4 separate regions of the Mus musculus genome follow, and all the other regions are linked to region 2. A link is a contact called in public HiChIP or PLAC-seq data. All regions are on one chromosome and are shown on one strand. The core of a region is the stretch at or near the end of the contact, and the rest is flanking DNA. Distances in the headings are between cores, read along the strand shown.

The links. HiChIP or PLAC-seq counts read pairs in DNA pulled down with a chosen protein or histone mark.
Region 1: a contact with region 2 is called in an H3K4me3 HiChIP or PLAC-seq map of bone marrow-derived macrophages, with 6 times the contacts expected there. The contact joins the promoter of Ktn1 here to the enhancer-like site in region 2. A contact is called at or near these places in 1 of 484 Hi-C or Micro-C datasets (bone marrow-derived macrophages) and 5 of 115 datasets of contacts at active chromatin or transcription factors (bone marrow-derived macrophages, embryonic forebrain, embryonic limb bud and 2 more).
Region 3: an H3K27ac HiChIP or PLAC-seq map of epiblast stem cells shows a contact between it and region 2, with 6 times the contacts expected there. The contact joins two enhancer-like sites. A contact is called at or near these places in 4 of 39 promoter capture datasets (cranial neural crest, embryonic stem cells, pre-B cells and 1 more), 3 of 484 Hi-C or Micro-C datasets (bone marrow-derived macrophages, cerebral cortex and cortical neurons) and 5 of 115 datasets of contacts at active chromatin or transcription factors (embryonic basal ganglia, embryonic stem cells, epiblast stem cells and 2 more).
Region 4: an H3K4me3 HiChIP or PLAC-seq map of bone marrow-derived macrophages shows a contact between it and region 2, with 7 times the contacts expected there. The contact joins the promoter of Naa30 here to the enhancer-like site in region 2. A contact is called at or near these places in 6 of 115 datasets of contacts at active chromatin or transcription factors (the 230-238 cell line, bone marrow-derived macrophages, embryonic stem cells and 3 more) and 2 of 9 other capture datasets (liver and macrophages).

Annotation. Positions count from the first base shown.
Region 1 is chr14:47,648,014-47,653,744 of GRCm38.p6, forward strand. Ktn1 (kinectin 1) reads left to right here and starts at 1,298. Exons shown (of 39, transcript NM_001347527.1): 1 at 1,298-1,426.
Region 2 is chr14:48,418,786-48,424,058 of GRCm38.p6, forward strand. No RefSeq gene overlaps it. Among named protein-coding and RNA genes, the nearest start is that of Tmem260, 25 kb to the right of the region's middle. Within about 2 kb of position 3,481, at least 116 of the 459 cell types and tissues checked have an H3K27ac peak or open chromatin away from gene starts, as enhancers often do. A contact at or near this core is called in bone marrow-derived macrophages, epiblast stem cells, memory CD8 T cells and 1 more, where this site is marked.
Region 3 is chr14:48,995,841-49,001,119 of GRCm38.p6, forward strand. No RefSeq gene overlaps it. Among named protein-coding and RNA genes, the nearest start is that of Gm23470, 3.4 kb to the right of the region's middle. Within about 2 kb of position 3,136, at least 19 of the 459 cell types and tissues checked have an H3K27ac peak or open chromatin away from gene starts, as enhancers often do. A contact at or near this core is called in epiblast stem cells, where this site is marked.
Region 4 is chr14:49,169,512-49,174,977 of GRCm38.p6, forward strand. It overlaps Naa30 (N(alpha)-acetyltransferase 30, NatC catalytic subunit), which reads left to right and starts at 2,735. Exons shown (of 5, transcript NM_027492.2): 1 at 2,735-2,866; 2 at 3,105-3,882. The coding sequence starts at 3,106.

The DNA.
Region 1 (5,731 bases), core at 48-2,547, 770 kb before region 2:
GAAGGAACCTATGTATCATTTGTATGCAAATGATGGTGTCCTTTTCCTAATGTCAGAAAAAAAAATCTAACTGGAAACTTTTTTGTGGGTGGAGGGGGCGCAATTACAGAGTTGTTTGTAAGCTATTCAAGAACCTTTACATTCCATTACAGAAATGATACAGTTACACTTTGTATTAAGCTACTAATGGCCTCACTTCCCAACAAAGCCAAATCTTCTGGCACTTACAGGTTCAAGAGACAGCAGCTCAGAAACAGTGTTTTGCTGGCCTTGGAGCTGGTGAGTGCTGAATAATACTCATGAGAAAGGAAAAGAGCAAGCTCCTTGAGAAGTGGTGATTGGACACTGGTGGAATTCTCAATACCTCATCAGGCTGTTGCTACAAACGCTTCAGCTTTCATTTCTGCTTTGAAGAGCTCTGAAAGCTTGGGCGGAAATCATTCGAACGCAGACAGATGCGCAGCATTCTTGTAACTAGCCTATGATGAGGACATTCTCTGTTGTTAATGTTGAGACTTATCTGATGCTCCAATCATTAAGGATTGCTCCTGGGTAATGGTAATGGTGAGTCTGATTCTATTTCTCTACCCCACACTCTAGAAGCGTGCCAATCATTTGGTAACTTTTGAGGAGAGTTTAGAGTATGTTGTAGATATGTTCAGGGCAGTGACTGGCGTTGTCTGAGATAATAATAATAATAATAATAATAATAATAATAATAATAAAACACTAAAAAGCAACACCGGAGAAAAAGCTTCCATCCTCGCAGCAAAGAGCAGAGAGACGCAGAGATTCTGGTCAACCCCTCTTAGCGCTGCAGTTTCTAGTTATTTAACCTTGCTTAAGGAATGGCCAGCAGCCAGCAAGCATTGCAGCCTTACAATATTTGCACACAACTTATTTAGGTCGGCTCTATAAATTCCTCGTTTTGCGGATTTCGGAGGAGAAATCCCAGCCGTGTGTGTGTGTGTGTGTGTGTGTGTGTGTGTGTGTGTGTGTGTGTGTGTGTGTGTGTATGTCTAGCAACTTGGAGTACGGTTAAAAGGAATCAACCCGTGTCGGGGGCCAAGTGGTACTTTTGTGCGAGGGTCACGTGAGACCAAGGCCGACTGGGGGAGGCAGAGTAGGGTTGAATGGATGAAGGGATTCCGCAGGGACTTCCAGGCGGAGGGTGACGTCTCTGCAGCCCAGCGCGGGGCATCTGGAGGCCGCCGGCTGCGCGGACCTGTCCCTTTAAGGGGCCGGTCTCCGGGCCCCTCTGGCCGCGACGCCCGGACGTGCGGAGCCGCCCCGCCCCGAAGCCGCCCGTTTCCTGCGGGGCGGCGCGACGGCACCTGAGCTACTGCGGCGGGGCCTGGGAGCGCGCTGACCAGGAGGTAGAGCTCGCGCCGCTGCATCGTCCCGGCCTGGTACCCGGCTGCGCAGGGTGAGGAGCAGGGCCGGGGACTCCAGGGCGCGCGGGCGCGGGGCGCAGGGCGGGGGGCTGCGCTCGCGGGGTAGGCCTCGCACGGAGGTCGCAGTGTGCAGCGTCCGCCCAGGCCGCGCCGCCGCCGGCCCGCTCCGAGGATCCGCCTGCGGGTTCGGGCTCCAGGGTTCTGGCTCGGCGATCTCCCCGTGGCTGCAAGGTCCGATCCCAGGTCCGCGAGTGGCCGGAGCTCCCCGGCCATCTCCTCTGAGGGCGAGGTCGATCCGCCAGGGCCGCGGGGTGACCGAGGAGCCTATTTTTAGCTGGGCTCGCAGGCCCCAGGGCGGGCTGGCGGATTAAGGCTCTGATGAGGGTGACCAGAGGGAGCGCCTCGCCTCGCCTCGGGCGCCCTGGGCTCGGGCTGGGCCACGCGTGCGCCATGCTGGAGCGGCTCTCCCCTCGCTTGTCCCGGAGCGCCGCCCCTCCCACCACCCGGTCCTGGGAGTTAGGGGAAATCCTGCGAAGTTCTCCCTCTCTCCCAGGGGTGTGTCCGCCTTGGTGTCCAACAATAGAATTTGGGGTGTCCCGGATCTGGCCGCTTTTGGCGTAAGGGAGCAGAGTTCGGCCATCCGAGACCGGGGCTTGGGAAGCAGCGTTCTCTTCTTTGTCCGGCTGCCTCTCGGTTTAGGTCAAAAAGTGCGCTGTTTAGTGTCTTCGGGTCCTTCTGGGAGGAGGCGGAAACCCGGATTCTAACAGCAGGGCCACTGCTAGAAGTGGATTCCTTAGCAGCTATGTGGATTAGCATAGCTTCAGAAGCTGCGGGCCGAATAGAATAGTTCAAAGTTTTGGAGTGTTCTGAGAAATTGACAGCTCCACACCCAGGTAAAGAGGAGCTCCCCAAAGGTGAACTAGACATTGAGTTGTGTAGCAGGTGACTTAGGGGTGATTTAACTTTTTTTTTTTTTTTTTGCCTGAATTAGGTTGCACTTGTTTTCTCCCCTCACCCGCAAGCACTGGCAGCAGTGGCTCTGGTGTGGGTAAAAGCATTTGGTGATGAGACCTGAGATAATCTGTCCATGCTGCCCTGGGGCATTCCGGCTGACCTGTGTTCTGTATGTGCCGCGGTAGCCTTTCATATCTGATGTGTTGCTTGGTAAATAAGCCTCTTTCCCATTCCACCTTTCTTTTAGAGACCTTACACGAAATAGCTAGGCTTAATTATGTAGGTTCTTTCCCCATGCCAACCCTGAGTTAGAAACGTCTCTGAATTTTGTAGCCCTCAGTAGACATACATGTCTTAATTATCAGGTGCATTAGAGAATAAGGTGTTCTACATTACTGAGACACACACTCAAATATATCGGGAAAATTCCTCAAGTGTATTAAACACTTTAATATCACAAAGGATACCCAGTATATAATCCTTTCTTGATTCATTGTCAGCATTATGGAAAGCCGTTGGTTTGTTTTATTTTATTGGTATATTTCTATGACCTCCCTAAGTATTAGCAGCCTCTTTCTCTGATATAGTTTCCCCCTAAACAAATCTAATAAGCAAAATCCACACAAACCCCTCACCCCCCGAGCAGTGTACAGGCTTGCTAGTTTGTAGGTTTTGATCTTTTGTTAGATTTTGATAAAGACCTAACAAGTAAAGGGCTTGTTCTGAGGCTCAGCTTCTAGAGGACGCATGGTAAGATTGACCGTCAGTCAGTCTTTAGCTGGAATTTTACTTGAACTCTTTGGAGGATGTATCGTTTTTCCAGGGAGGGACTCACTGGGGTCAGCCAGAAACTTGAGCATGCCATATATACTTTTGACACCTCTAGCCCTCGAATATGTATTTTTGTTTGTATGCCTACTATGCTTTTTTTTTAATGGCCAAATTTTTAATTAAAAAGATTTTTTCAATACTTTGTAAAAAATAAAAATTAGTAAACTCAGTGGTTCCAGGAGAGTTTGCTTTAGGAATCTGACCTCATGTGTAATAAGGAATGGCAGGAGGTGGGGGCGGGGGAGGTACAAATGTTCAGGTGTTTGAAAGTAACCTCTTACGCATGTGGTTTTAAAGGTCTCTGAAGGCAAATCCAGAGTATCCCTAGAGACCAGAAGTAACTGTCCAGAAGTCGCAGTGACCTCTCATGTATAAATGGACTGCATCCCCCATCATTGCTGCTCCAGTTCTAAGGGACAGAGTCTGGGGTGTTCTGATGAAAAAGATACGATGTATTTGTTAGCAGCTGGGGAAAATTGGTTTAAGATTATGAAGGATATGGTTCCTATAAATAGAAACTTAGGGGGAAACTTTAGGTGCCAGGAACCAGAGTTTGAGTAACTTAAGCCATCACTAAAGTCTAGAAGAGAAAAGTAATAATTTACAAGTGTTTGTCAAGTGCATGAATTGGTGCTGACAGCCTTAAATTGCTTTTAAGCCTTTTCAGTTAAAAAAAAAATGCTGTTTGTCATGATAGTGTCTTTGATCACTCCCAAGGGCAGAGCAGGTGGATCTCGGACAGACCAAAGTAAAAATAAAAAGGGTTGTGAGCTTTAGCCTTGAAATGATTTCCTCCTACCCCCTTTAAAAGAAAGGGTCCGGTCTCTACCATGGAGATTATTTGTATCCCATGTTCATTCACTATAGCAAAGAGTTGGAATCAACCTAGTTGTCTGTTAGTGGGTAAGTGCATAATGAAAATTAGGTCTCTCTGTAAAAGAGTACTATTCACCTCTAAAGAAAAATGATGTAAAAACATTTGCAGGAAAATGGACAGACTTGGAATGTATGCTAATAATCAAGGTCCCTCAATCTCAGAAGGAATTAACTGAGTGTTCTCTCTCCTAAGTGGAGTCCAAACAGTTGTATCTGTGTAGACGTAAACTAGTGCATATGCAGGCACAGCCAACATGAAGAAAAGAGAACAAGAAAAGCTAAATATAAGGATGAGGAAGGACTGCGTGCAGGTGTTAGGTGAGTTTAGGGTTAAGACATGATTGAGGTTATAAGGCCAATTGCTTTTCTTGTTCTAAGTCTGTCATGGTTTTGGTTTTTTTTTTTTTTTTTTGGTCTTGTTTTGTCTTTGATGGTGGTTAATGGTGGTTAAGTGCATAAAATGTATTTGATACCGAAAGTGTAAAATTTAATGTGAAACTTCACAACTTCCATTTCAAAATGTCAATATTAACTATAGAAGTTCATTAAGTTATATAGACTTTGGCTGTGGTTAATTTTGGCATTTGATGTTTTTGCTTGAAAAAGTTTTAAAAAAAGTTAAAGTTTATAAAATAAATTAATAAACACTTTGGTACTAAAAAGAAAGGTGCTGACCGCATAGGTCTGACCTGGGTTTCTGCCACTGCCTCTTGAACAGTACACCCGACTCCTTGGGGCTTCTGCCTAGGTCTGACCTGGGTTTCTGCCACTGCCTCTTGAACAGTACACCCGACTCCTTGGGGCTTCTAACTGCTTTTATATTCGAAGAAGCAAGACAAACTTTCAATTAAAAAGAGTATTTTTTTTTTTTTTTTTTCTGAGACAGGGTTTCTCTGTGTAGCCCTGGCTGTCCTGGAACTCACTTTGTAGACCAGGCTGGCCTCGAACTCAGAAATCTGCCTGCCTCTGCTACATTAGATCACATTCTACTACTGTGCATTTCATTTACCCTTTTGACTCCAGGCCCCATGGCCTGAATTTGCAACCTCGCCCCATTCTTCCTCGCAGTATGGGATTGTAAGTATATGCCATGACAACTGATTTTTTTTCTTTGTTTAACCCATGTGTTTAAGGCAGTGTCTGGCTCATAATAGGTGCTAAGTAAGAAGTTGTCAAATGAATTAAGCCTGTATCTTGCAGTTCCTTTTCTTTGGTGGATATTGCATTCTGGATACACGTAGCTACTAGTTTGTTCCTTTCCTAGGAATTTTTAGAGAACAGAAGAGAGTGCCAGGGAGTCTCTGGAAACCTTTTGGTAGAGGAAATAATGTTATACTGTGGTGGGGACTGAGTTACTCACGCCATATAATTAAAAAGGTACTTCAAACAGGGACTTAAAACACATATGTGCCTTAGTCAGGTGTAGTGGCATCTGCCTTTAATCCCAGCAACTCAGGGGGTCTGGGTAGAGAGAAGAAGCAGGTAGATCTTTGAGTTTGAGGTTAGCCTGGTCTACATAGTGAGTTCCAGGACAGCTAGAGCTACATAGTAAGACGCTGTCTCAAAAAAGCCAAAACCCAGACTCCACCAAGACAAAACATACATTCAATATTTGTGTACTTAAGGAATTTAACATTAATCTGTACCTGTATCTTTTTATTTAGACTAATCAATTT
Region 2 (5,273 bases), core at 2,231-4,730:
CTATTCTTTAAGTTAATTATCACTTCTTTTGGTGCTGTGAATGGCTGTTCAGTGACACTGTCAGCAAGTGGAAGGAACCAAATTACTTTAATTATGGAGTAATTGCACAGAGTGATGGTAATTAAATCTTGATCAGTTTAAGTGAGTGAATTAATTGCTCTAACTTGGAATGCACACCACCACAAGAGGAGTTGTTTTGTTGTTTAATTAACACCATCCACTGAAGTCTTATCATATCGGAAATGTAGACAATTAATGAGCCCGATATTACTCTCACCTTCACAGGAACTAGAGCCGATCGCCCTGGCAATGGCGGTGTGCTTGGTACGCCTGTCACTTGTGTAGACAAACTGGTTGTAATCTCTACTTTGCCTCCTGGAGAGATGTTCAGGTAGAAATATTTCCATCTATTAGCTTCTGGCCCCATTTCATTTCAATATTCTCTGACCTATGCACACAAGATACATTTCCAAATTGTTTAATGTTTTAAACTCTACAGCCTCAATTTTACTGTGACTCTGAGCATGTGTTCCCTTTGCATTTGGGAAGGTTCGGTGCTTACACAGACAGACTAAGGGGCTTCATAAAATGTGTTCAGTTTTCAGTCATCATTTATTGAAGTAGCTTTTCTGTCTATCTATTGCTCATTTTTAGTGCTGTGAATTACTTTGTGCTTTTAAAGCACATAGAATCCTTCCTGGACCTAGATCACCAATGTTTGTCTTTTACTATGAAAACTTTTGAAAATTGCCAGTGCCCAAGCCCTGTGCAAAATTTAAGGGGTTGGGGCTGAGAAGAAGCACAGACATGTTTTAAATTCCTTAGATGAGTCTAGGTGGAGAACAGCTTATCTAGAAAGGTCCAATTTAAAAAAAAATGTTGAGGTAGAACTACTCCTAGTTTTCTGAGAAAACGTCAAAATGATTTCCAAAGTGGTTGTACAAGTTTGCACTCCCACCAGCAATGGAGGAGGGTTCCCCTTGCTCCACATCCTCGCCAGCATCTGCTGTCTCTTGAACTTTTGACCTTAGCCATTCTGATGGGTGTAAGGTGGTAATCTCAGGGTAATTTTGATTTGTATTTCCCTGATGACTAAGGACTTTGAACAGTTCTTTAAGGCTTCTCAGAAGCCATTTGAGACTCCTCTGTTGAGAATTTTCTGGTTGGTTCTGTACCCCATTTTTAATTGGGTTATTGGGGTGGTTGGTGTCTACCTTATTGAGTTCTTTATAAATTTTGGATGTTAGCACTCTGTCAAATGTAGGGTTGGTGAAGATCCTTTCCAAATCTGTGGGCTGCTGATGTGTCTTATTGACAGTGTCCTTTGACTAGCAGAGATGGCTAGATGGCCATGAAAATGAATGGAAATATTCAAGTGATCAGGGTGAGATGGTGCAGGCAGGGCATCTCCAGGATAAGACAGAGGCCTGGAATAAGGGAGGCACCCAAGAATCAATGGGGGTGACCTTAGCTATGAATCACTACATCGGGGCTATGGGACCTGAAGAGGCCACCTCTTGTAGCCAGACAGGAATCCCAGTGGAGCAATAGAAGACACCAACCCACCCACAAAACTTTCAACCCAAAATTTATCCTGACTACAAGAAATGCAGGCAAGGGGGATGGAGCATAAACTGAGGGAATGCCCAACCAATAACTGACCCAACTTGAGACCCATCCCATGGGCAAGCACCAATCCCTGACATCATTAATGATACTCTGTTATGCTTGCAGATAGGAGCATGTTGTCCTCTGAGAGACCCTACCCAGCAGATGACCCAAACTGATACAGACACCCATAGCCAAACAGTGGCTGGGGCTTAGGGACGCTTATGGAAGAATAGGAGGAAGCTTTGTGCACAGGCTCCAGCTGGAGCTAATACAAGGCACAGGAGACTGCACTAAGACAACATGAACACGCTCTGAAGTCTTTTTTGTTTGTTTGGTTGGTTGGTTTGGTTTTGATTTTGGTTTTTTGGTTTTCTGAGACAGAGTTTCTCTGTATAGCCCTGGCTGTCCTGGAACTCACTCTGTAGACCAGGCTGGCCTCAAACTGAGAAATCTGCCTGCCTCTGCCTCCCTAGTGCTGGGATTAAAGGCGTGCACCATAGTTTTACTGTGTATGACCAGAGCATGCATTGTGAGAGATAGAAGTACATTGAAGAGAATAGGCCAATACCATTGATAAGCACTCCTAAGCTGGGTAGATAAATGTATTCAGCTTACTGCTGGACGAACCAGTGAAAGGCAGTTTGGTGTTCAGAGTAGTTTGGTGGCAGGGAGCTGGAGGGCAAGGCCAGGGCTGTTGTTGGGAGATCCTGGGGAGGTTTAAAGGAGTAGTTCCTTCTGGATAAGAACAATCAAGAACAGGAATGATTTTATAGTTGGAAATTCAGTAATTGTAATCGAGAAGCTAAGGGGATGAAGGCCAGGCTAGCTAGGCCAAGAGTACAGTTTCGAGTTTTGTTGTTGTTGTTGTTGTTGTTTATTTTGTTTTGTTAGAGAAAGGGGCTAGCCTAGTCATTTCTGTATGCAGAGCCTCTTCGGTTTTTTGCTCTTTTCTAATCTGGTCGAGGAGCGAAGGTACCTCTTCCTAGTCTGTGCACGTGGCTCATGCTCAGGAAGGAATAACACGAGCTAGCTGCCCACCATACTCTGCTTTCCCAGCGGACAAGGAAGGCGCTTGATCCCTTAAGTCACGTTAGGACTTAAATAGTGAAGACTCCTAAGGAATGGAATAACATAACAATGTTTCTATGGAAAGACTCCTTAGGAGGCTGTGTGGAGGATGGTTTTGAATATGACAAAGATGAATGCAGATGATTTAACAGGAACAGAGGAACACTCCCGGCAGTGGGAGTGTAAGGAATAAAAAGGGGAAGAGAGGGTGTGAGGGAAAGGAGGACAGGAAGCCCAGAATGGCAACGGTGGGGGATGGCAAGGAAGGGCTAGAGAGGAAAGGGGGGGAAGAGGGTAGAATGGAGACGACGGGAGGGAGGAGCAGGAAGGACAGTGGGGGGTGCAGGTGGGGGGAGGAGAGCATGAAGGAGAGAGCAGGAGGAGCAGGGTGGATGGGAGACGAAGAAATAAAATGATGGAGCACATAGTCGATCTCCACTTCGAGAAAGAATTTGACATTACAGACTTTCCCCGCCCCCCCCCATCCACCCTGAAAAGGGAAACTCTACTATTTAAAGTTCCTGCCTGGACACATACAACTGACTTGGGGCTTCTGAAGTGTGAAGTCCCCTTGTCCCAGCTCTGGGACCAGGCTGCAGCAGCCTTTCTCACTTCAGATGGGAAGGAAGGGCGTGCAGGGTCCAGGAGGCTGTGATTCAGAGCGGTCACGTCACACCGGGACAGAGACCGCAGGCTTTGACTTTCTTGGGGGAAGGGCTGTCTGTTGTCCCAGGGCTGTGAGTCACAGATAGCAAAGGACAGATGATGGAAAGTGACAGGAAACCCCCACTGAGCACAGTTCTCTGAGGCTAATGCACCCCAGTCAGGCAGCCTCTAAGGAAGTGTAAGTGGGCCATTCTGCTGCCAGAGAGCAGCAAAGCCCTGAAGATGAGGGGGGAGATAGGAGCTTCTTTCGGTGTGGGTAGGAAGCCACAGTAACTGAGCACAAAAGACAGCTGATCGGAGGACTTTTTGAAAGCTAAAGTGATGATTTTACTCCACTCTGGACTTTAATGTGTGTGCCTCTGTGTGTGCCTCTGTGTGTGTGTCTGTGTGTGTGTGTGTGTGTGCATGTCTGTCTGTGCTGGACACCACAGGAGGACATCACTTGAATAGGATCTCTCACCCCGTCTGGAGACCTTGGGTTTTTCAGCAAGCTTCAGAGATTGTCCTGCCTCCCCTACTTGGCTTCCCAACGGGCGGGGTTATAGGCACTTGCCACCATGCGTGGCTTTTTATATGGGTGCTGGATCTGAACTCAGTAAGGCTTAGCAAGGGCTTTTACCCTCTAAGAAATCTTCTCCAGACTCCTGAACTTTTTTTTTTTTTGATTTTTAATCCATGAAATGGTGATTCACTGGTCTGAAAAACAGATGCATAACAAAAACTCGTGTGGTAGAGGGAAGGGGAGATAGACTGAACGGTGGAACAGGGGCAGAAGATCAAGCAGGATTGCAGCTACTAATGATTATAAGGTTGACGCTGTAATCCTCTGGGGTGGGGAGAAGGCATGAAAAGATCTAAGTCTCTTTCCTTTTAGTCTCTTTGGGGGCTTGGGGTGGCCTCGAATAGCTTAATTTTAATCTGTGGCAGCACGGTTACATAAGTGGCTTGGAGCAGAGTGCTTCTTAGCATTTGCTTCTGTTCCATTTCCTGCAGATGCTCCGAGGAGCGCACTCACTGGTCTGATGCATTTCATAAGAATTCAGGCGACTTGTTTACCTAGTACGTCTATAGGGCTCCTCTGCAGATTACCAAAACACTCAGAAAATGAGGATTCTATTAGTTCATGACCTTGTGTTTTAGTGGGGTTGGGGGGAGTGGCTTTGAAATTCATAAAATGTGTTAATGTAGGGATAGAAATCTTTATCCCCCCATGTATGCTCAGTCCAATCAACAGGAAGGATTAGGTCCTAAATAATCTGACATTAGTATTAAAACAAACATTTACAAACATGTGTGCCCATTACTGGCTATTACATATGGAGCTTTAGTTCTTTATCCCCCAACCTTTTACTAGAAGGCATCACTGTATGTGACACTAGGTAGGGAATGCTAATTAAGACTTAGGTCACCTTTTCATTTAGTAGCAGAGGAAAAGCCGCAATAACCATTTGAGAAAGGCTAAGTGAATGGTGTGTCACACAACAGGGGGGCCTGAGGCTAGCTCTGCTTCTCATACTTTGCTAGTGACATGCTGAGGTGCTGAGGGCATCTGCGGCCCGGCCGGCCGAGTTCACAACTGAGCAATGCTGTATGTAGTTCAGCTCCCAGGCAGTTAAAAGCAACCTGGGAGCATCTGTGACTGTCCTTGAGTACTGGTTGCTTCTCCTGCTGCTGTGATCAGATGCCAGCAGAATCGACTTGAAGGGTTGTGTGGTATGCTGTGTGAAAGGCTCAGTCCATTGTGGTGGGGAAGTTGATGGCTTGGGTCTGAGGCAGCAGATATCTGCAGTCAGGAGGCAGAGAGCTATGAATGCCGGTACAGTTGTCTGTTTTAGTCAGTTGATGGCTCCAGCCCGTGACATAGTACCCCTCACTTCTGAGTAGTTCTTCCAGCTCAGTAGAAATGACTTCATTGACACACCCAAAGG
Region 3 (5,279 bases), core at 1,886-4,385, 580 kb after region 2:
CACAAGAAATAGGGAAAGATACTACATACTCATCAAAGGATAGCATCATCAAAAGGATATTAAGTCTTGACATTTCTACACCACACACAGCGGCATCTTCAGTTCATAAAGAAGACACTGAAGTAGGAGACTTCAATGCCCCACTCTCACCAACAGGCAGGTAATCCAGACAAACAACTAAACAGAAATGTTGGAACTGACTGAAGTTTTAGAAAGCAAATGCACTGGACAATATTTACAGAACATTTCACTCAATCACAAAATAATACATTTTTTTTCCAGTAACTCATGGAACCTTCTCCAAAGTTGATCACAGTCTCAACACACAGCCAGCCTGAACAGGTACAAGAAAGTTGAAATAACACCCTGCATCCTATCTGCACACCACAGAATAACAGTAAAAACAACCAAAAGCTTGCAAACCCAAAAAGCTGAACAAATCACAATTGAATGAAAAGTGGGTTGAGACAGAAATTAAGGCAGAAATAAATGACTTTCTAGAGTTGCACGAAAACAAAAAGGCAAAGTGCCCAGTGAGAACCATGAAGGCTGTTTCAAAAGGCACGTTCATATCACTAAGTGACTACATAAAAAAAAACTGGAGAGAGAGCTCATACTAATGACTTAATAGCACATCTGAAAGCTCTAGAAGAAAAAGAAGAAACCATACCCCAAGAGAGTAGATGACAAAAAATAATCAAACAGGGCAAAGTAAATAGAAATGACGATAACAACAAAACAATCCCCCCCAAAAAATCAATGAAACAAAGAAATGGTTCTTTGGGAAAAAATCAATACAATTGACAGCCTCAGCCAAATTAACCAAAAGACAGGGAGGAAAGCTCCACCTAACCTTAGAGATGAAAGGGAACATAACAACAGACACCAAGGAAAGCCAGAGAATCTTAAGAATATACTTTGAAATCCTGTACTCTACCAAATTGGAAAATCTGAAAGAAATGGATAATTTTTCTTGTTATTTACCACCTACCAAAATCAAATCAAGACCAACCAACTTAAACAGACCTATAGCCCCTAGTGAAATAGAAGCAGTAATTAAAAATCTACCAAAGAAATACTCCTCAAACTAGTCCACTAAATAGAAACAGAAAGAACATTGCTCAATTTATTTTATGATGCCACAGTTACCCTGATACCCAAAATCACATAAGGACCCAAGAAAAAGAGAATTAAAGACCAATCTTCCTTATGAACATAGATGCAAAAATTCTCAAGAAAATATTAGCAAACCAACAAGAGCACATTAAAAAGATCATCCAACATGATCAAATAGACTTCGTTCCAGAGATCCAGGGATGATTCAACATTTGTAAATCCACAAATCAGCAATCCACCATATAAATAAACTGAAAAACAAAAACCACACGATCATCTCCTTAGATGCAGAAAAGGCTTATGACAAAATCCAACACCCTTTCATGATAAAAGTTCTGGAGAGATTAGAGATACAAGGGACACACCTCAACATAATAAAGGTGATATACATTGAGCCCACAGCCAATATCACCTAAACGGAAATTCAATCCATTTCCTCTAAAATCAGGAGGAAGACAATGTTGTGTACTCTATGTATACCTATTCAGTATGGAACTTAATGTTGTAGCAATAAGACAGCTGAGGAGATCAAGGGGATACAAACTGGAAAGGGGGAAGTCAAAGTAATCAAAGTGTATTTATTTGCAGATGGCATAATAGTATATAGAAGTGACCCCCCCCCAAATTTCTATTAGGAAACTTCTACAGCTGATAAAAACTTTCAGCAAAGTAGCTGGATACAAAGTTAACTCATAAAACAGTAGCCTTCCTATATACAAATAACAGATCAAGAAAGAAGTCAGGGGAATGACACTTTTCATCATAGCCTCAAATAATATATAAAATATCTTGAGGTAACTCTAACCAAGCAAGTGAATGACATGAACGATAAAAACTTTAAGATGTTGAAGAAAGAAACTGAAGATGAAAAGATCTCCCATGTTCATGGATCAGTAGGGATAACACAGTAAAAATGGCCATCCTACCAAAAGCAATCTAGAGATTCAACACAAAATTCCAACACAATTCTTCACGAGACCGTTAAAGGACAATTCTCAGCTTCATACAGAAACACAAAAATACCAAGCATAACTAAAATAATGTTGAGTAGTAAAAGAACTGCTGGAGGTATCACCATTTCCAACCTCAAATTGGACTACAGAGCTATAGTAGTAAAAACAGTGTTATTGCACAGAAACAGACATGTTCATCAATTGGATCTAATTGAAGACCCAGACATAAATCCCCACACCTATAAGCAAGCCCTTGATTTTTGATGAAGAGACCAGGAATACACACTTGGGAGAAAAGACAGCATCTTCAAGCTGAATGGATCCACACAGACCACCTTGCACAAAACTCAACTCCAAATGAATCAAAGACCTCAACATAAAATTAGATGCACTGAGCCTGATAGAAGAGAGAGTGGAAAACTGTTGCAGGGAATATTAAAAAGATTTGGCATGTTCCTGTGCTTGTTCTGGCAACTCTCTGCCCCGGTGGCCCAGCTGGTCATGCACTGGAAGGCAATGTTCGACCTGTTTTTATCTGACTCAGAACTCCACAATCTCTCCACCCAGCTTGCTAGGTTCCCACTGGTGGGTTACTACCACCCCAACTCTGCTTCAAATCCCCCATGGCCTTTGTGGTGCACCTCAGGCAAACCCATGCTTTTGCCTTTCTCTCCTAAACTTGGACTAGCCGCCCCATGAAGGAAAAAGCAGCACAAACTTAGTTCAGAAATGACAGGTAACTCAATTGCTGAGTGCAGCAACTAAAATCCTAATCTTGTAAGCCTTATTAAGTCTAGATCCTCTGGTGGCAAATCCTGATGGATCCATCATTGAAACCAGGAGACACTCGTAGCTACATCTTGTCCTCATGCTATCTCTTCCCCAAAAGATCCTAACTCTCTCCTGCTTCCTCTCTTCCTCTGTCCAACCTGGAAGTCCCTCCTACTTGCCCAGTGATTGGCTCCTTTATTCATTAGTGGATTGGTTCACACGAAGTCACCTGAGTATGACTCACTCTTTGTCCCTCCCAGGAGAGTGGTTTAGCATCAACATACAAATAGCACCAGGCCCTTCCACAACAGGAAACAGCCTTGAACTCATTAGCACAAGAAAAGAACGCGATTAGCACAGGCACTATGGTCAACAACTTGTAAGTAGGATCTCATGACACTGAAACGCTTCTGTAAGGCAAAGAACACCAAGCAGGCACCTACAGAATGGGAGAAATCCCCCCACCCCTCCAACTACACATCTGACAGAGGGCTAATATTGAAAATTTATAAAGAACTAAGAAAAACTAAGCAAACAAACAAACAAAAAACCCTGCATACCAAGAAATCAAATAACCCAATTTTTAAAATGGGGTACAGATCTAAGTAGAGAATTCTCAGAAGAGAAACCTCAAATGGCTGAGTAAACACTTAACAATGTTTAACATTCCTTTTCTTCTCTCTGTCTCTCTCTCGTTTTGTTTTGTTTTGTTTTTTTTGTTTTTTGTTTTTTGAGACAGGCTTTCTCTGTGTAACTATGGCTGTCCTTGAATTCATTATGTGGACCAGGCTGGCCTTGAACTAAGAGATCCTCCTGCTTCTGCTGGGTCTAAAGATGTGTGCTACCACTGCCTGGCTAAACACTCTTAGTTATCAGGGAAAGGCAAATCTAAATTTTATCTTATAATTGTCAGAATGGCCAAATTCAATAGCTCGTGCTGGCAAGGATGTGGAATGAAGGGAACACTTGTCCATTGCTGGTGAGTGTGCAAACTTGTACAGCCACTATGGAAATCAGTGTAGTGGTTCCTCAAGAGGATGGGAATTGCTCTACCTCAAGACCTGGCTCTACTACTCTCAGACATATACCCAAAGGATAAGATGCCTCGTCCTCCCACAGAGACACTTGCTCAACCATGTTCATTGTGTTGTTCTAGTCATAACAGCCAGAAATTGGAAGTAACCTAGATGTCCCCCTCAATAGATGAATGGATAAAGAAAATGTGGTACATTTACAAATGACATATTGTTCAGTTGCTAAAAAAAATCATGAAATTTGCAGATAAATATGGATGGAACTAGAAAAAAATGCCCTTTAGTGATCCAGAAACAAAACTATGGTATGGATTCATTTATATGTGGATATTTGCTGCTAAGTTTTTGATGACCAAGTTATAACCTACAGAACTGCAGATGTTCTACTGGGGGTGATCTTTCTAGGAAAGAGAAATAGGCTAAATAGTTAGGAACTGATGTGGTGGGTAGGGACTGGAATGGGAAGATCAAGCAGGAAGGTGAAGAGAATACAGGGAGAGACAGCCAAATTGAAGGGGCCATCTTATGGGTGGTTATTGTAATCTACTACAGTGGAAGCTCCCTGAAATACATTTTATGTATGTTAGGAGATCTAGCTAAAATCACCAAATAACAGGGGAGACAGAGCCCCAACTGGCTATCTCTTGTTACCAAATGAACCTTCCAGAACTAGGTTTGGCTTACATCTAATTAAATTGTTGGCCAAAGGAGTTCCACAGGAATTGGGTTCCCCAAACAACCCACGCTGTTGCCCAGGCTGTAGATTGCTCTTCACAAACTGAGAGCAAGACCCTATTTCTGAAGACAGCAACTACACAACTCACTGAACACAGAGAAGTTGAGCTGGTGCCTACCTAGAACTTCATCTAGAGCTTCTTGGTACCGGGAGATACTCTGCACACTACCAAAAGAGAAACATAAACACCAAGCCAGCCACAAACCCTTTATCTATAATGATGTCCTGACTGCAAGATAGATACACTAGTGCAATGGTGGCCACAACATTGTGGGAATAGCTAACCAATAACTGATTTGACTTAAGGCCCATTCTATGAGATGGAGTCCATACCCAGTGCTTCTTGGGTAACCAAGAACCTGAGACTAGATAGCCCAGGGACCCAGGGTAAAACCAAATACTACTGCTCTGTTAATGGAATGTAGCAATAAAATGACTCCTGTTGACATTCTGCCACACATAGGTCAGAGACTTGCTCAGACACTACCTGAGCAGCTTCCTCCTGTAATGGATGGGACAGAGACCCACAGAAGGACAATATGCAGAGTGAGAGACCTTGGGACACTCGTTCTAAATGGGATGAGTCCATCAAATCCTATTCCCTAAGAGCTAAGAGAACACTGAGGAAGAGGAGGCAGAGTGTATGAGCCAGAGAAGATGGATGGAAGA
Region 4 (5,466 bases), core at 1,485-3,984, 750 kb after region 2:
CAAAGAGGATTATGCCATACTGATTCCGTAGTCATGCCTAGTCTAGAACTCCATATATTGACTCGGTTGGTCTTGAACTTGTGGCAGTTCTCCTGCTTCTGCTTTCCAGGTGCTGAGAGTACAGGTGCGGTTCATTAGCTTGGCTTTAGGATGTGTTTCCATGGAAATACCTTTAGAAACTCAACTTTTCCAAAATGGTCTTAGGTAGGGTTTCTACTGCTGCAATGAAACCCTGGGGCCTAAAAGCAAGCCGGGGAGGATGTTTGGCTCATGCTTCCATTTCATTGTTCATCATCAAAGGAAGTCAGGTCAGGAACTCAATCAGGCCAGGAACCTGGAGGCAGGAGCTGATGCGGAGGCCATGGAGGTGTGCTGCTTACTGGCTCGCTCCTCATGGCTTGCTCAGCTTGCTCTCTTTCAGATGCCAGGACCACCAGCCCAGGAATGGCACTACCCACAATGGGCCGGTCCCTCCCACATCAATCACTAAGAAAATACCTTACAGCCAGATTTTAAGGAGGCATTTTCTCAATGGAGGTTCCCTCCTTTCTCTTAACTCTAGCTTATGTCAAGTTAAGGCTAGGTAGCACACATAACAAATGGTTATTTTATAGTGAATAATTGTGGGAGTAATTTTCAGAGGAGTCATAGGAGCTACAAGAGAACCAATAGCAATATTTCTTTCTGTTTTTGAAAACAATAGCATACTTTAACAGTAGTAGGCTTTATTTTAATCTAGGACAGTGAGATGGCTAAATTGCCATGCAAGTGAACTCTATTGAGTTCAAAGTCCTCAGAACATACGTAAATGCTGGGTGGGTGTGATGGATCGTGTAATTCCAGCTTGAGCAGGTGGGAAAGAAGGATCTTTGGAGCAATCTGCTTTGAAAAACTAGCTCTACTGGGGAGCTTCAGGTTCAACTTCGAGAGCTCACCTCAAAGAACAAGGCACATAAGCAATGGAGGAGGATTTCTAACATCCGTGTCAAGCATCCTCAGGCCTGAACATACCTGTACACGTGTGTTCACACACACACACACACACACACTCACCAACATACACAGGCACACACGTTGGCACACACATCATACAGAGAAAAAAAAAGCAAAGTAGCTTATTTAGTCATTCTCAAATTTATAGCTACTTAATTATTTCTTCCATATTACTGAGAAAACTGAAATATATATGTGTTTTCATGCCTGTTTATACAGGAATGTACTTTTGTAAGACACGAACTCATAAAAGTCGTAGTGTATAGAGGGCACTTTGTACAATACTTGGTAGATACTTACACATTTTATCATCTTTAGAGGCTGAGTCTCTCTGTTTGAGCTGGTGGTGTCCTTTAATAGTCTTAGTGAAAAGGATTGTCACCCTCGTGTCTCAAACCATGCCACAGTGCAGGTTAATCTCACTTGAAATTTATTTTTATTTTTACTTAGTATTTATTTTTAGAAACAGTTTTGCTATGCAGCCCAGGCTTCCTTTGAATTCCATAGCTTTTTACTTTTGCCTTCTGAGTACTTGGATTCCAGACATGTGCTGACTACTGCAGCTCACTTTTTTTTTTTTTCAGTTTAGATTATGGCACAAAGTTGCAAACACCTGTCATAAAAGCCTATCTCTGAAAACATGAATCTTGGGCATACCTGACTAGCTCTATAAATCAGTTGAAATAAATAAAAAAGCTATCTAACACATTTTATTCTTTTTAAACTTGTTATGGGTGTTTGCCTGTATGTAGGCGTATCTGTGCACATTCCTGATGCCCTTGGAGGCCAGAAAAGGCTGTAGCCTCCCTTTGACCTGGGATTACAGACAGTTGTGAACTGCCATTTGGGTGCTGGGAATCTAACCCTAGTGTTCCTTACTGCTGACTCATCTCTTCAGCTCCTACAAGTTAATAAGTAACTTGATTAGTATGCGTGTGAGTTACTCAACTCTCAGATCAGATATGCAGAAAACTACCAGCTGTGGATTAGAGCAGAGGTAACCCACACGCTCAAAGTTTTTACACCTGCTTAGCATATCACATGGGAGGATCCCGTGAACTCTTACCAGGTGCTTCCCAACCTAACACAATTACAACCACAAATCAGGAGTACGCTTGTTAGCCGCCACCATCTCTGTCGCTTCCCCCAGTTGTTGCCTTTCGTTGTCCGGCACCTGTTTGTCACATTTATGCCTTCAATCTTTGGGGTGGAGGAATGGGGCAACAAGACTACTAGCCATTCTTTTGTCCCAACGGGGTAGGTAAAGGTTCTTCTTCTTCTTTTTTTTAAATTGCAAAATGCTATCTTCACAGCTCAATGTTTTAAATTCCCTCTAATTCGCGGTCCAGGCCGGGATTTGCTGCCTTTGTAGCCGGCGCTCCCTGCCCCACGCGCCAGGTCAGAGCAAAAGTTGTAACAGTACAGCTGCATAAAGGCACTAGAGGTTGGATGTCAACAGCCAGCAGCTCCCAGGGCACCTAGCCCTGCCCACCCGGGGAGGCTGCGGGGCGAGTTCCGCAGGAACCTCTGGAACCCCAGGCTAGAGCCCCACCCCCGGCACGCGGCCTCCCGGAAGCCCTCCGGAGACACCTCGGGCCCCGCCCCTGCACAGGTCACCTCCCTCCACGCCCCCTTTTCTGGCCCGGCAGCCGGCAGGCAGGGAAGTGTCGTAAAGCTTGGCCCAGGAAACTTTACCCGGGGTAACAGGCGAGGCGCTTTACGGCGGCGGCGGCGGCCGGGTGAGAGGCTCGGCAGCGGCGGCGACAGCGGTGGCGGTGGTGGCGGCGGAGCGGCCGCGGCGGTGAAGGCGACTGCGGCGCGGCGGTGGCTGAGGGAGAGGAGCGGCGGAAACGGCGGCGGGGAGCGGCGCGGGGTGAGCCGCGAGGAGGGGCGGGTGGGAGGCGGTGACACGGCCGGCGGCGGGGCTCGGGCGGCCAGGGACGGTGGCCGGCGCGGCGGCGTGGGGGCGGCGCGGCGTTGGGGACACTCGGTGAGGGACGGTTTCTGCCTTTGTTCCCCCCGCCTCGGCCGCCCCCGGCCCGCCAGTCCGCGCTGCCTGGCGCCGGTCGGCCGCCTCTCATGGCCTCCTCTCTCGGCTGTGTCGCTTCTAGGATGGCGGAGGTACCGCCTGGGCCTAGCAGCCTCCTCCCACCACCAGCGCCTGCGGCCCCAGCGGCGGCGGAGCTCCGCTGCCCGTTCCCGGCGGGGGCCGCGCTCGCTTGCTGCAGCGAGGACGAGGAGGACGACGAGGAGCACGAAGGCGGCTGCGGGAGCCCAGCGGGCGGCGAGGCGGCGACCTCGGCCAAGGCGCGTTCTTGCCTTCGCTGCCCGCAGCTGCCTCCGGAGCAGCAGCAGCAGCAGCTCAACGGCTTGATCGGCCCAGAACTGCGACACCTCCGGGCCGCGGCGACCCTCAAGAGTAAGGTTCTGAGTGCAGCGGAGGCGGCCGCCCCCGACGGGGCCTCCAAAGTGACTGCCACAAAAGGAGCCGAGGGACACCCGGGGGAGAGACCTCCCCACTCGGTCCCCAACAATGCAAGAACTGCACTCCCCGGCCGGTCAGAGGCAGCGGCGGCGGCGGCGGGGGCGGCGAGCGACCCCGCTGCGGCCCGAAATGGACTGGTGGAGGGCACCGAGCAGCAGGAGGAGGAGGAGATGGACGAGCAGGTGCGGCTGCTGTCTTCGTCTCTGACCACCGGCTGCAGTTTAAGGAGCTCCCAGGGCAGGGAGGCCGAGCCCGGGGAGGATCGGACGATACGATACGTCCGATATGAATCTGAGCTCCAAATGCCTGATATCATGAGACTGATCACCAAAGATCTGTCTGAACCCTACTCCATTTATACGTATAGATATTTTATCCACAACTGGCCACAGCTGTGTTTCTTGGTAAGTGGATGGAATGAAAACAGGGTGAGCCCAGCAGAGATCCAGGCCACTCGGGGCAGGGAGTGTGAGGGCCCGGAGTGTGGCCGTGGATGTATCCTTCATTTTCATAGTACCTTACAGATGGGAGGCGCGAAGGTGCGCACTTTTCCCAGGTATTCCGTGGAACTGTGTGGAAGGTAAGAGCTCGTGATCTGGGTTATCTTGTGACTTTTGGAACAGCAGCAATCCTGTGCAGAGCATGTTTCACATGGGGGCTGTCTTACATCCTGTTTACATTAGCTTCTAATCATGTTTAACCTTCCTCATCCTTAGAGCACTTTGCTGTGATTGAATTGGAACATGGTTTTGATCCGATACAGGCCTTAGTAATAACTCAGTTACAGCCATGGTCGGGGAAGAATATATGCGCTAAATGTGCTTTAGTCAACATGGCTGTCAGCAAACTTGCTGTGGCCACACAGGAGAATGAAATCGCAGGCCCTGTTCATTGATTGTGGACCATTAACAGTTGTAGTCAGCCTGCTTTCAGGTGTGCTATTGCAGAAGGTGTCACTAACACTTCCGGTGCCTGAGAGGGCCCTGAAACTTGAATAGAAGGCCCTTTTGTGGGATGCAGGAAACTTAAGTGTGAAACTACTCAAAAACAGTCTAAAAACTAGTACCATTGGTTAGTGTGGGTATAGCTGCGTGAAGGCTTTTTTTTTTTACTTATATGTAAGCTGAGTATATTTGTCTGTCGGGTAAGATGAATAATTAAGTTTACATTGCCAGCATCAGTAATCTAGTAATCACTCAACAGTAATATTGACTCAGTTTCAGTCTGTATGAAACCTTTAATTAGACTTGAGGTGTCAGCCGTGTGTGGCGAGCACAGGCTTAGATGTTTACTAAAGGCACATATTTAGGAGAGTAAAGTTCCCACGTCTATTTATTGTTTTAACCCTGACATAGTTGCACTCAGTCTTCCTTGCAGTATGTTTTGACAAGACTTAAAAAGTCTCGTGGTTGCTTGCACAGCAAGCAGAAATACTGCACAGAAATACTAATGGATATTGTAGATATTGGTAATTTGCTAGCTCCCATGTAAATTATGCTTAAACTTTTTTTCTTAGAACATTTGTTTAAACTTTAGGTACTATTTTGTATTTCAGTACCCCGCCCCGGATTCTTAACATTGTATTAAAGTAGTTCTGCTGGACATGGTGGCGCACACCTTCAATCCTAGCACTTGGGAGGCAAGGGCAGCCTGGTCTACACATACTGAGTTCTATGACAACTGGGCCATGTAGAGAGAACTTGTTTTAAAAAACAAAACAAGAGGTTCTAAGACAGTGTCAGTGAATATGGTGCAGTATTTACAACACTACTGCATATGTCATCAAATGCCACTCCTCAAAATTGTGGATTGACTTAGTCGTAAGGTAAGCCACAAAAGTGTGTAATGGAGTCACATTTTAAACTGAAATGGAGCTGGGGATGTGGCTCATGGGAGTGGGCTTGAGTTATGTTTCAGCTATAGCTCAGTTTCCTGGCATTTAGACTATGGTAAGTGTCAGTTTTTATGTAGACCTGTCTTAATTGTCA